Linked DNA regions of Mus musculus: all the other regions are linked to region 2. The links are chromatin contacts, called in public HiChIP or PLAC-seq maps. All regions are on one chromosome and are shown on one strand. Each heading gives the region's core, a stretch centred on a gene start, on an enhancer-like site or on the middle of the called end of the contact. The rest is flanking DNA. Distances are from core to core; before and after follow the strand shown. Region 1 has its middle 330 kb from the start of Gm27393. Region 2 has its middle 38 kb from the start of Gm36720. Region 3 has its middle 260 kb from the start of Gm27393.

Region 1 (3,046 bases), core at 279-2,778, 750 kb before region 2:
ATATCCCCTGGCACTGTGACCTGAGACCCATGTCTCATGGTTCCCAGGTAGCACCTTGGGACATTGACACAACACACCCTTTTGTGTTTCATATAGACCAGAATATTATTCCCCATCCTCCTGTGGGCATGACAGTCACCCAGGTACCCATCCTGAACTTTATAAAGCTTTTAGATGTAGCTCATGACCCTTGGTTTGTGGGGAGGCTGCTACTATCCCTGTCAAAGTATCTGGCCTTTGTAAAACTACCTTTGTAGTCCAGTCCTTTGTAGGGACTTGAAATCACTTGACTCTGACAAGTACTTCCAGCATTCTTTTGTGGGAAAGGGGGTATCCACATGTGGCTCTCTTCTCTGGTAAGGTTGTTGTCATCTTCTGGGCACAGGCAGAAGGTTGGGACTTGGGTTAGGGCTCATTCTTGATCTACAAATATGGCTTGTGTGAAATTGTATAGTTGAAGAGCCCAGCAGGGTCTGTCTAACTCTCTGGTAAATTCCAAACCCTAGTAAGCACCTATTATTAAGAAAGATATACACACATATGTTAACACATTCTTTTCTAAGAACTGTAGTGTTTTCTTCATAGAGAATAAAGAGTAGAGTGTAGAATGTCAACCAAACAATCTTATAAACAATAATTTTCTTTTTATGCATTTAGAATTTCTCAACAAGTGATCATGCTCTTTGAATGAACAATTCATGTTCTAAAATATATATCCTAACAAGGGAAACACATAATTCCTGTAACAGAAGATTGTTTTCATATTATCCAAATACAAGTCTTCATCAGGAAACAACTTCATCATGGCAGTCAATTATAGTGAGAATATCCTTACATCTGTTTTCCAAATGATGAAATATTAGTCATTGCTTTGGTCATTTTTGAAGTTTCATTCAATTGATAATGATAAAAAGCATTATGAAAAATGAAACGCATGTTTTCTAGAATTTTAGACTTGGAAAAGCAGATTCCTAAAATTTCATTGCATAAAGCTATACATTTATATCTCCCAATATCATCTTTGGTATTTACGTACATGTGTTACACTGGCAGTACATATGTCCATATCTGTAGTTCTACAAAGCAATTCATGTATAGATAGACTTTATGAATATGACATATATATATATCAATGTGATATGTACAAGGTGACTCCCCATATATACTCAATGAATTTATCTGTTGTCAAGCTACATATTTGTCTACATGACTGAGTTCCAAAGTCACCAAAGTGAGTATGGGAATTGTATTTACTAAACAAAATGTCTGTGTGGAATTAATTTTGTTCATTTCTAAATTTTGTCTTCAAAATTTGCTTTTATGATCATGTATTGCTTTTTTAAAAAGGAAAACAATGTACTCTAAAAAAACTACTTTATCCACCATTGCACATTTATGACCCTTAAGACTTTCTAAAAGTTGGAACGCGATTTAAATAAAAATAGCAATCGCCACGACAATGGGCATTTTCCCCTCTGGCAGTCACACAATGAGAATGCACTTGACACGCAGCCCAGAACATTCCAAGTTCACTAAGAGCAGGAAACGCATTCAAGCTGAGATCATTAGAAGTTACTAGATGACAATTTGTTCTAAGTTCTGAAAGCTAACCCAGCAAGTATGATTTGGCTACAGGAATCGAATACTAAAAATCATTAAAACCCAATGCTTCTAATGTTGGACAACATTTTTGCTGTTGTTTGAACATGGTCCTGATGTTTGCATTGTTGTCTAGGGCCCCTTATGAGAGCCACTGGAATAGAGCAGGGGCACCTATACCTAGAGAAAAGTACAGGACACTAAGATGCTTGCTGAGCATTTTAATGATATATTACTATACTTAAAATCTCATTGCCCAAGGGCTTTGTCCTTTCTCCCTTCCTTCCTTTCTTTCTTCCTTTTATTAAAAGCAACTGGAACTTTCAGATGCCCCAGTGCCACTGATAGTAGCAATAAAGTTTCCACTTCAATGCATAGAGTACATAGATGTATAGAGTTAGCTGGGCACCCAGAGTGAGCCCTAAATTGCCCACATACTTCTAATTCTCATCAAGTTAACAACCAAAGCCAAATATTGCAGAAACCTCCCACAGCAGTGTGAGATGTGTGGTCATCACGTTCTCCATAGCCTAAATCTTCATGGACATAAATTGTCTTTATGGGAAGAGGTATCACTTGGATGGGAGAGGGCTTGTTATCTATTTGCTGTGATGCTTCAAGAAAGATGGGAGGAGCGAAGGGAAGGGAAGGGAAGGGAAGGGAAGGGGAGGGGAGGGGAGGGGAGGGGAGGGGAGGGGAGGGGAGGGGAGGGGAGGGGAGGGGAGGGGAGGGGAGGAGAGAGTGTCAGTAAAGAAAATAAAAGATAAAATCCCACAAGACTTCATGGGTCCCTGGGTTGAAACTGTAAATGCTGTATGCATGAAACACACACACACACACACACACACACACACACACACACACACACACACAAATCTTCATTAGGAACAACATCTAGGCCACTTCCAGGCCACTTCCTATCCACTCTGATGTTGGCAGTGCCACTTACAGCTTCAATTCCATCTCCAAATTTCTTAAATTTCTTCTGCATTTCTTTCAGGTTCTCTCTTCTCACAGAAACCCAAATTTGAATCCCTTTGTTCTCAGTACAGGAAAGAATTTCACGAGATTCTCTCAAAATAGTGGAATGGTGTTTTTCTATTTGTGTTCTTTCTAGACTATTTTCCCATTGTGAGCTAAACAGTAAGTCCTAAGGAAAATATGGCACTTGTCCATCTTACCCAACTCTTGACCTAGATTTTGGAGATTGCAGCCCAGGGATTTAAGCATGCTAAACTCGGGCTCATAGCTGATTCATACTGCTTCTCTTTGTACTTTACAGCAAGGCTACCTTCAGGATAAGCTTCTTATTCAAGGCAGATGGACATTGCCTCATGGTGGAAGATTGCATTTTAGCTATCCTTCCTCACCTTGTCTAAATATCCTGCACTAAATTGCTGCACAATCTTTATGACTGGATTAATTGAGCTAAATGGCAGGGGTTGCA
Region 2 (3,207 bases), core at 478-2,977:
ACCACCTTCCTACACTCCACCACTTACCTATGTAGTTACCTGATGGGAAGCAAGACTTTGAGGATTGATGTGAAACACGGTCAACCTCATTTTGAGCTCACCCAGACACCATGACCTTACGCCAGCTGTTAGAGTCAGCTGCTGCAAGTGGACAGCTGCACCACAGCAACTCTGTCTTTCTCTGAGACCCCCGAGGTAAAGTGCTGTTCTGAACACATCTGAAGGACAAAAACTTCACAGGGAATGAGAGATGGAGCATATAAACCCTACTGGGCTTAATCTACTCTCTTTAAATCAGTAAACAATTAACCAGAGACACAGTGAAGCTTTGAGTTGCACACCCCTTTCTTATGCCTGCTGTACATATTACTCCTCTTGCCAGGTGCATCACTAAACAAAGCCCTGCGTCATCGCAGGTGTCAATTCTAGGAAAAGAACTGATGCTTCACCGCAGGATGGACTGACTCAGCAGGAAGTTCATGTAGCCCTTACTCCTTCAGCTCTTGGGAAACAATACCTTGTGCAGGGAGATCCAACATTTAAGTGTGGTGGGAAACCTGGTATGTTTTTCAACTCATGCAGAATGGGAGGAGAAGACTAAAGAGTGGTTGGAAAAGTGACATCTCAGAATGCTCAATGCACTAAGATGCCCGTTTCCATCCTGCCTTCAACCTGTGGGCTCACCTTGGAAGCTGGATAAATAATGCCCTGCCGGACCCAGGATTCGGAAGCAGAGCATACAGCACGATTTCTCCGAGCCCTCTCTCTGTCTTGGTGTCCAAGTATTTCAGTAGTAACAATAAAATTCACATTCTGAGCCTCAGATCATTGATACAGTGCTAAAATTATGAAAACATCTTCTAAGAATAGTGAGCTGGAAGGTTCTAATTAGTGGCGGGAGAACTGTTCTAAATTAAAACCTGGCATTTTTGGAGGGGAAAAACAACAATTGCAGCAGATGAGTGAAACATGTTCATTAAGTATGAGGCAATGGAAATGTTGGCATAGCAGCTAGAGAAAGGCGACTTCCTTAGAGAGCAGCAAGAAGCTCAGAGTCATACACACAAAGCCCTTGTTTCCCACGCATGAGACTCCTGAGAGTTCCTGAGAAAATGATCAGGACACAAAACCCCCAAAAGGGTGCTAAGCTTAGCAGTGTGCATTTATGCAACCCCTCAACAGCAAAGCCAGTGAAGAGTACCACGAAGGGTGCAAACAGTCACAGTGAGTGGCACCGCAGAAGAAAAGGGTGCTCCCAGACCAGTGATGATGAAGTGAAGTCACCAGTGTAGTCACATCATGTGACCTAAAGAACAGTGACTGGCAATGTGCATATGACTACAGAACCATCTGATGGGTAGAGCCTGACTCACCTGGACGCTGACAGCTGTCCATCATGACAACCAGACACATGTGCCTTTGGGGAGAGTACTGCACTATTTCCTCTGACACCCCTGCCATAAGGATTTCTTTGATCTGAAGGAAAGTTTAGATTGCTCAAGCCTGAAATTTCCTTATAAGTACAATTTCTGGACAGACCCAGCAAAGTAGCCTCTTCCCTGGGCTTTCAAATTCCTTTTCTCTGTCTACTATTTTCTCCCCCAAATTCTCTTTTTCAAGATTTAATTGAAGAACTAGGCGTTGCTCCATTGTCTATAAGCGCACCCCAGTGTTATACAGGAACATCTAAATGGCACAGTCAATGTGTTAGAGGCAAGTAGGTCCTTGGGCCACAACTCTGGCTCCTCACTCAGGGTGTGACCCAATTAAAAGGTTACTTAACCCTCTGGGCACTTTAGTTTCATTTAAAAAATACATTGATAACAATGTATTGTTCATAAAGGTTGAGGCAATCTTAATTAAGAAAGATGCATTTGAGGGCGGACTGATGATCATTATCATTAGACTGGAAGCAGATGGTAGATTCTAGTTCTCTTCAGTGGCTCAGAGCTTTTATGTAGAAATCTGCGCACAGCCGAAGGAAGTGGCCAGTTAAAAACAGGAGGACAGTTGGGAGTTTGTCTCCAACTGGCACAAAAGAATGATTCGCTTCTTCTCTGACTTCTGCTGCATTAATTAGATTATTTGAGCCACCAAAAAGAATACCATCCTCTCAATGAATGGGACTCATTCAGAGGGAAAGACAGAGGTGGGGGAAGTCTCAGCCTGCCCCCACTGTCTGTGGGGAACCTCGGGAGTCTACTTGGAGACAGTGCTTTGGCACAGAAAGATGGAGCTTTGGGCCAGCACACAGGTACTCAGCTATGGTTTCTAAGCTGAAGAAAACTCACAAACCCAGACAATCCTGTGTCACTGAATGGGAATATGTGATAATTAAAAAAAAAAGTACATTCATGTTATGTCACTCGTGGAACAAGGGCCTATAGATAGAGAACACAGCTCATTCGAGTGCAATCAGAGGCTGAACTTATCACAGATATAGACAGAAGAGGTCAGGGTGGGAGAAGACAGGGATGGGTACCCTTGTGTGCCCTATAACCTCATGGTAAGTTGGGTGTCTTAACACATAAGAGAATGGACCTAGTCAACACCACCACATAGAGAAAGGTCCAGAAAAGAGACATAGAGACATCCTAGCTCATGACTTCCTTACCTTGCTGATGTGTGTTCAGATGTTAAAGACAGTTAAAAGATCCATGCATTGCTGGGGAGCCTGAAAGTAACTAGCCAAAACCAATCATTTGGTCCCTGTCTGTCAGACTTATTTCTGATTGAAGGCTGGCCCAAGCTTCCCAAGGTTTTTCCTATGCCAGAAAATCAACGGGAGCTCCCACTGCAGCTGGGCACTGCAGATTCCCCTGGGAAGCCCAGGAGTAGAGGGGAGGTGTGCTTTGCCTCTTGATCCCACAGGCCAGAGTCTAAATTATGCAATAGGGTGTCTGGACTTGGCATCCATGAATGGGCCTTTATTTCTCCAGAGGCCCTGGTCCCCACCACATATTGTTGGCTCACTAGGTACAGAGGTGGGAAAGGTCAAGGCTGTCAGCTCTTGGATATGCCCCTCTTACCTGCAGGGAGACAAAAGCTTCCTTTCTGTTATCCTCTTATGTAAGACTGCTAGCTAGCTCAGGACATTCATGGAAAGGTCCAATAAGAAGTCTCACTTAGCCAAGGGCCTCTGTCTGGGAACAATGCTGTGGTGGGATTGCATTTGTTAGGGAAGATAAGATGCTGGAATCTATTTAG
Region 3 (3,425 bases), core at 922-3,421, 680 kb before region 2:
AAGAAGGCCCAAAACAGGACCTTCTCAGACACTGTGTTGCTTTGGCAGTTCCCAGGTGGTACAGACTCTCACCTAAGCAGACTAAATTCCTAAGTTCCTTGGAGTCCCAGGACCAAGATGGCGACCGCTGCTGCTGTGGCTTAGGCCGCCTCCCCAGCCGGGTGGGCACCTGTCCTCCGGTCCGGAAGGTGGCCGGCTGTCCCCGGCCCACACAGGGTGCTGCCTCAGCGCCTCTGTGCTTCTGCCTGTTCCAGAAGCTGTCAGGTTCTCTGGCGCACCCTCTCACCTGTTCAGACTAATTTCCTAAGTTCGGCGGGTCTCGGACCAAGATGGTGACCGCTGCTGCTGTGGCTTAGGCCGCCTCCCCAGCCGGGCGGGCACCTGTCCTCCGGTCCGGAGGGTGGCTGGCTGTCCCCGGCCCACAAAGGGTGCTGCCTCAGCGCCTCTGTGCTTCCGCCTGTTCCAGAAGCTGTCAGGTTCTCTGGCGCACCCTCTCACCTGTTCAGACTAATTTCCTAAGTTCGGCGGGTCCCGGACCAAGATGGCGACCGCTGCTGCTGTGGCTTAGGCCGCCTCCCCAGCCGGGTGGGCACCTGTCCTCCGGTCCGGAAGGTGGCCGGCTGTCCCCGGCCCACACAGGGTGCTGCCTCAGCGCCTCTGTGCTTCTGCCTGTTCCAGAAGCTGTCAGGTTCTCTGGCGCACCCTCTCACCTGTTCAGACTAATTTCCTAAGTTCGGCGGGTCCCGGACCAAGATAGGCCAACATTTTTATAACACTTTCTTAACCTGAGTACTTAGGAGTAAATCCCAATTCTCTTGTCCCCGCTTTCTTTGCTCACTTTATTAACTGATCATCCAGGTTTGTGCTCTTGCTGACTAGAGCCTACAGAACCAACCTGCTGATTATTAAATAATTTTTTCCTGCTCCTTCTTCCTTTTTACCTTTCTGATTTTTGAGCTTATACTATAATGACAGCATTTCTCCTTTCCCTACCTCCAAACCCTTTCCCTCCACTTTTAGTTTGGATCTTTTAAGCAGGTCCCTGAGGATGGGTCTGACTTGGGGTACAGGCTATGACCCCTAAGTGTGGTATACTATGTCTCTTCTCTTCTCTTCTCTTCTCTTCTCTTCTCTTCTCTTCTCTTCTCTTCTCTTCTCTTCTCTTCTCTTCTCTTCTTCTTTCTTTCTTTCTTTCTTTCTTTCTTCCTTCCTTCCTTCCTTCCTTTCTTTCTTTCTTAATTTCTGAGATTAACTTGTCTTTTTCTTAAATTTCTTTCTGAGACCAACTAAATATATTTTAAGAAATTACATCTGTTTTTGTCCACTTAATTATTTTCAGTTTCTGATTCAAGGCAATTTTCATCATTTGCACGTTGTTTTGAGGATGTGAAATTATGTTTAAAGAATTGTGCTCACATCCGGTGAAGAAGGTTCCCCAAAGAGTACGTCCCCCTACTGAGCCTGGCAACACCTGTGAAGCTGGTTATTTTCCAATCCCGTAATGATGGAATACTGCTCAGAAAAATATTTTACAGTTGTAATTAAATTATTCAACTGACTTCAACCTCGGTAGGCCTGAGCTAAGGAAGGAAGCCTTAAGAAGACAGAAAGGTTGGTCAGCTCTTTCCTCCTGGCTTGCAAGAAATCAAAAGCCAAGTTGCTGAAATGTATGTGTGGTTTTCAAACTGGACAGTGGGGGGGGGGGGAAGTGGAAGCATTTTGAGTGATGTGCCCAGTGAAGGGAAGCATTGTAAATAGTCTTGACAGTGGCAATCTGGTCCTTGAAGGCATTGCCAGTAGCAGCTCTGCATGAAGTGAGATAAGCTACAGGACACTGAAGGAGGTAAGATCTGAAAGCAGAAGTACAGGACAATCACCAAATTTGCTCTATATGTTAGGAAAGAACACACTGAAGGCATGGTCTAGTTTGTTACTGTTGCGTATGGAAAGAAAGATCAGGGCCAGAGAGTTAATTGGAGGAAGCAGCTGCTAAGGGGGAACCAGAACCAGATGAGGCAGTGGACCCTTAGTCTCTCTAGATGACAAAGGATGCTAAAAATAAGAAGTAGATGCTGAAAGCTTTCATCTAGAAAAGGCTTAGTATGCATGAGAATGTAGCCTTTTGCTAAAACTGCGGAATGACCAAAGATTCGCCTATTCACTGCACACAAAGAGCCCTTTCAAGAGATTAGGGGTGGGATTCTCTCAGGAAGTGTAAGCTCCTAGTCTCTCAATGACCTCGCAGGCGCCAAAGGCTGACTCATGATTATCTTAAAAAGAATTGTGGCTATGGCTTTTGTTTAATGGAGTCTAATCCGTGGAAAACCCACAAAGTTTTTAAGAAATTATTTCATCAGAAACCAGCAAGTTTGGACGACTAGGGACCGAGAGAGGACAAAAGGAAAAGAGGCTGATAAAACACGGGTATCATTCCTGTCTACCTGTCCTGAGACCTAGATGGGCGGCTGAGGCAGCAGGACCAAGAATTTAGGGGAAAAAATCTCGGAGTTTCTAATTGAAATCAGCCAAACCTCTCACTCTCTCAGATGGCGTTTGTCCTCTCCTAGGGACCCGTGTCCTTTCCATTCCGTTTATCGTACTTCCTGCGCTCTGGGATTATTAAAGACATATGGCCTCTAGTTTTGTAATTCACACATAGACTCGGGGAACAGGAAGTCGGAACTGGGGTGGGCACTGGACCCCACAACAACTCTGAGAATCCTTTTGCTGAAAGCCAGCAAAGCGAGAGAGAGAGAGAGAGAGAAAGAGAGAGAGAGAGAGAGAGAGAGAGAGAGAGAGAGAGAGAGAGGTGCTTTCTGTGTTCTCATTATTTTCTAAATGAGCTTCGTCTAAAGGGGTTGTCCTTGACTGGGAGACAGAACCTGAGATACCGCACCTAAACCCCAGGGTCTGGGGCAGCTGCACTGAGTGTCAATCCTCCTCCATATACCTCACCCCAGTTTTTGCTCCGAGTCCTTAAAAAGCCTCTGGACAAACAGCTCGATGATGCCTTATTTCCACATACACAGGAGCTACCCCCATCCATTTACCACACTCCTACCTATGAATTGATAATAAACCTCCTCTGAAACTCATCCTTTGTGGCTTGTGAATATCATTATTTTAATTCGGAGGACAAAAATGACACTGATTTGGGGAAGCTTTGGTGGCCATCATATTTGACCCCAAGTTCCTGGAGACAGCTCTGTTCTTAAAGACACCACAACATTCCCATTTCCATACAAAGGACTCATTGGATTTCAGCCTGGAGCTGAAATCCCATCCAGATCCAAGGGAGGACCAGAATTTGGAACTTGAGCTGAGCTGATGAGGCACAGCCTAGATGGGAAGATTTTAATTCAGGGGCCTGTGAGATGGAACCTAGCTAATCCGTGCGTAGGCTCCTGACCTTTAGATATTACAGA

What was found. HiChIP or PLAC-seq counts read pairs in DNA pulled down with a chosen protein or histone mark.
Region 1: a contact with region 2 is called in an H3K27ac HiChIP or PLAC-seq map of stem cell-derived neural progenitor cells, with 5 times the contacts expected there. The contact joins two enhancer-like sites. A contact is called at or near these places in 1 of 484 Hi-C or Micro-C datasets (embryonic stem cells) and 1 of 115 datasets of contacts at active chromatin or transcription factors (stem cell-derived neural progenitor cells).
Region 3: an H3K27ac HiChIP or PLAC-seq map of stem cell-derived neural progenitor cells shows a contact between it and region 2, with 3 times the contacts expected there. The contact joins two enhancer-like sites.

Annotation. Positions count from the first base shown.
Region 1 is chr11:8,214,288-8,217,333 of GRCm38.p6, reverse strand. No RefSeq gene overlaps it. Among named protein-coding and RNA genes, the nearest start is that of Gm27393, 330 kb to the right of the region's middle. Within about 2 kb of position 1,528, at least 22 of the 459 cell types and tissues checked have an H3K27ac peak or open chromatin away from gene starts, as enhancers often do. A contact at or near this core is called in stem cell-derived neural progenitor cells, where this site is marked.
Region 2 is chr11:7,465,416-7,468,622 of GRCm38.p6, reverse strand. No RefSeq gene overlaps it. Among named protein-coding and RNA genes, the nearest start is that of Gm36720, 38 kb to the right of the region's middle. Within about 2 kb of position 1,727, at least 13 of the 459 cell types and tissues checked have an H3K27ac peak or open chromatin away from gene starts, as enhancers often do. A contact at or near this core is called in stem cell-derived neural progenitor cells, where this site is marked.
Region 3 is chr11:8,146,692-8,150,116 of GRCm38.p6, reverse strand. No RefSeq gene overlaps it. Among named protein-coding and RNA genes, the nearest start is that of Gm27393, 260 kb to the right of the region's middle. Within about 2 kb of position 2,171, at least 24 of the 459 cell types and tissues checked have an H3K27ac peak or open chromatin away from gene starts, as enhancers often do. A contact at or near this core is called in stem cell-derived neural progenitor cells, where this site is marked.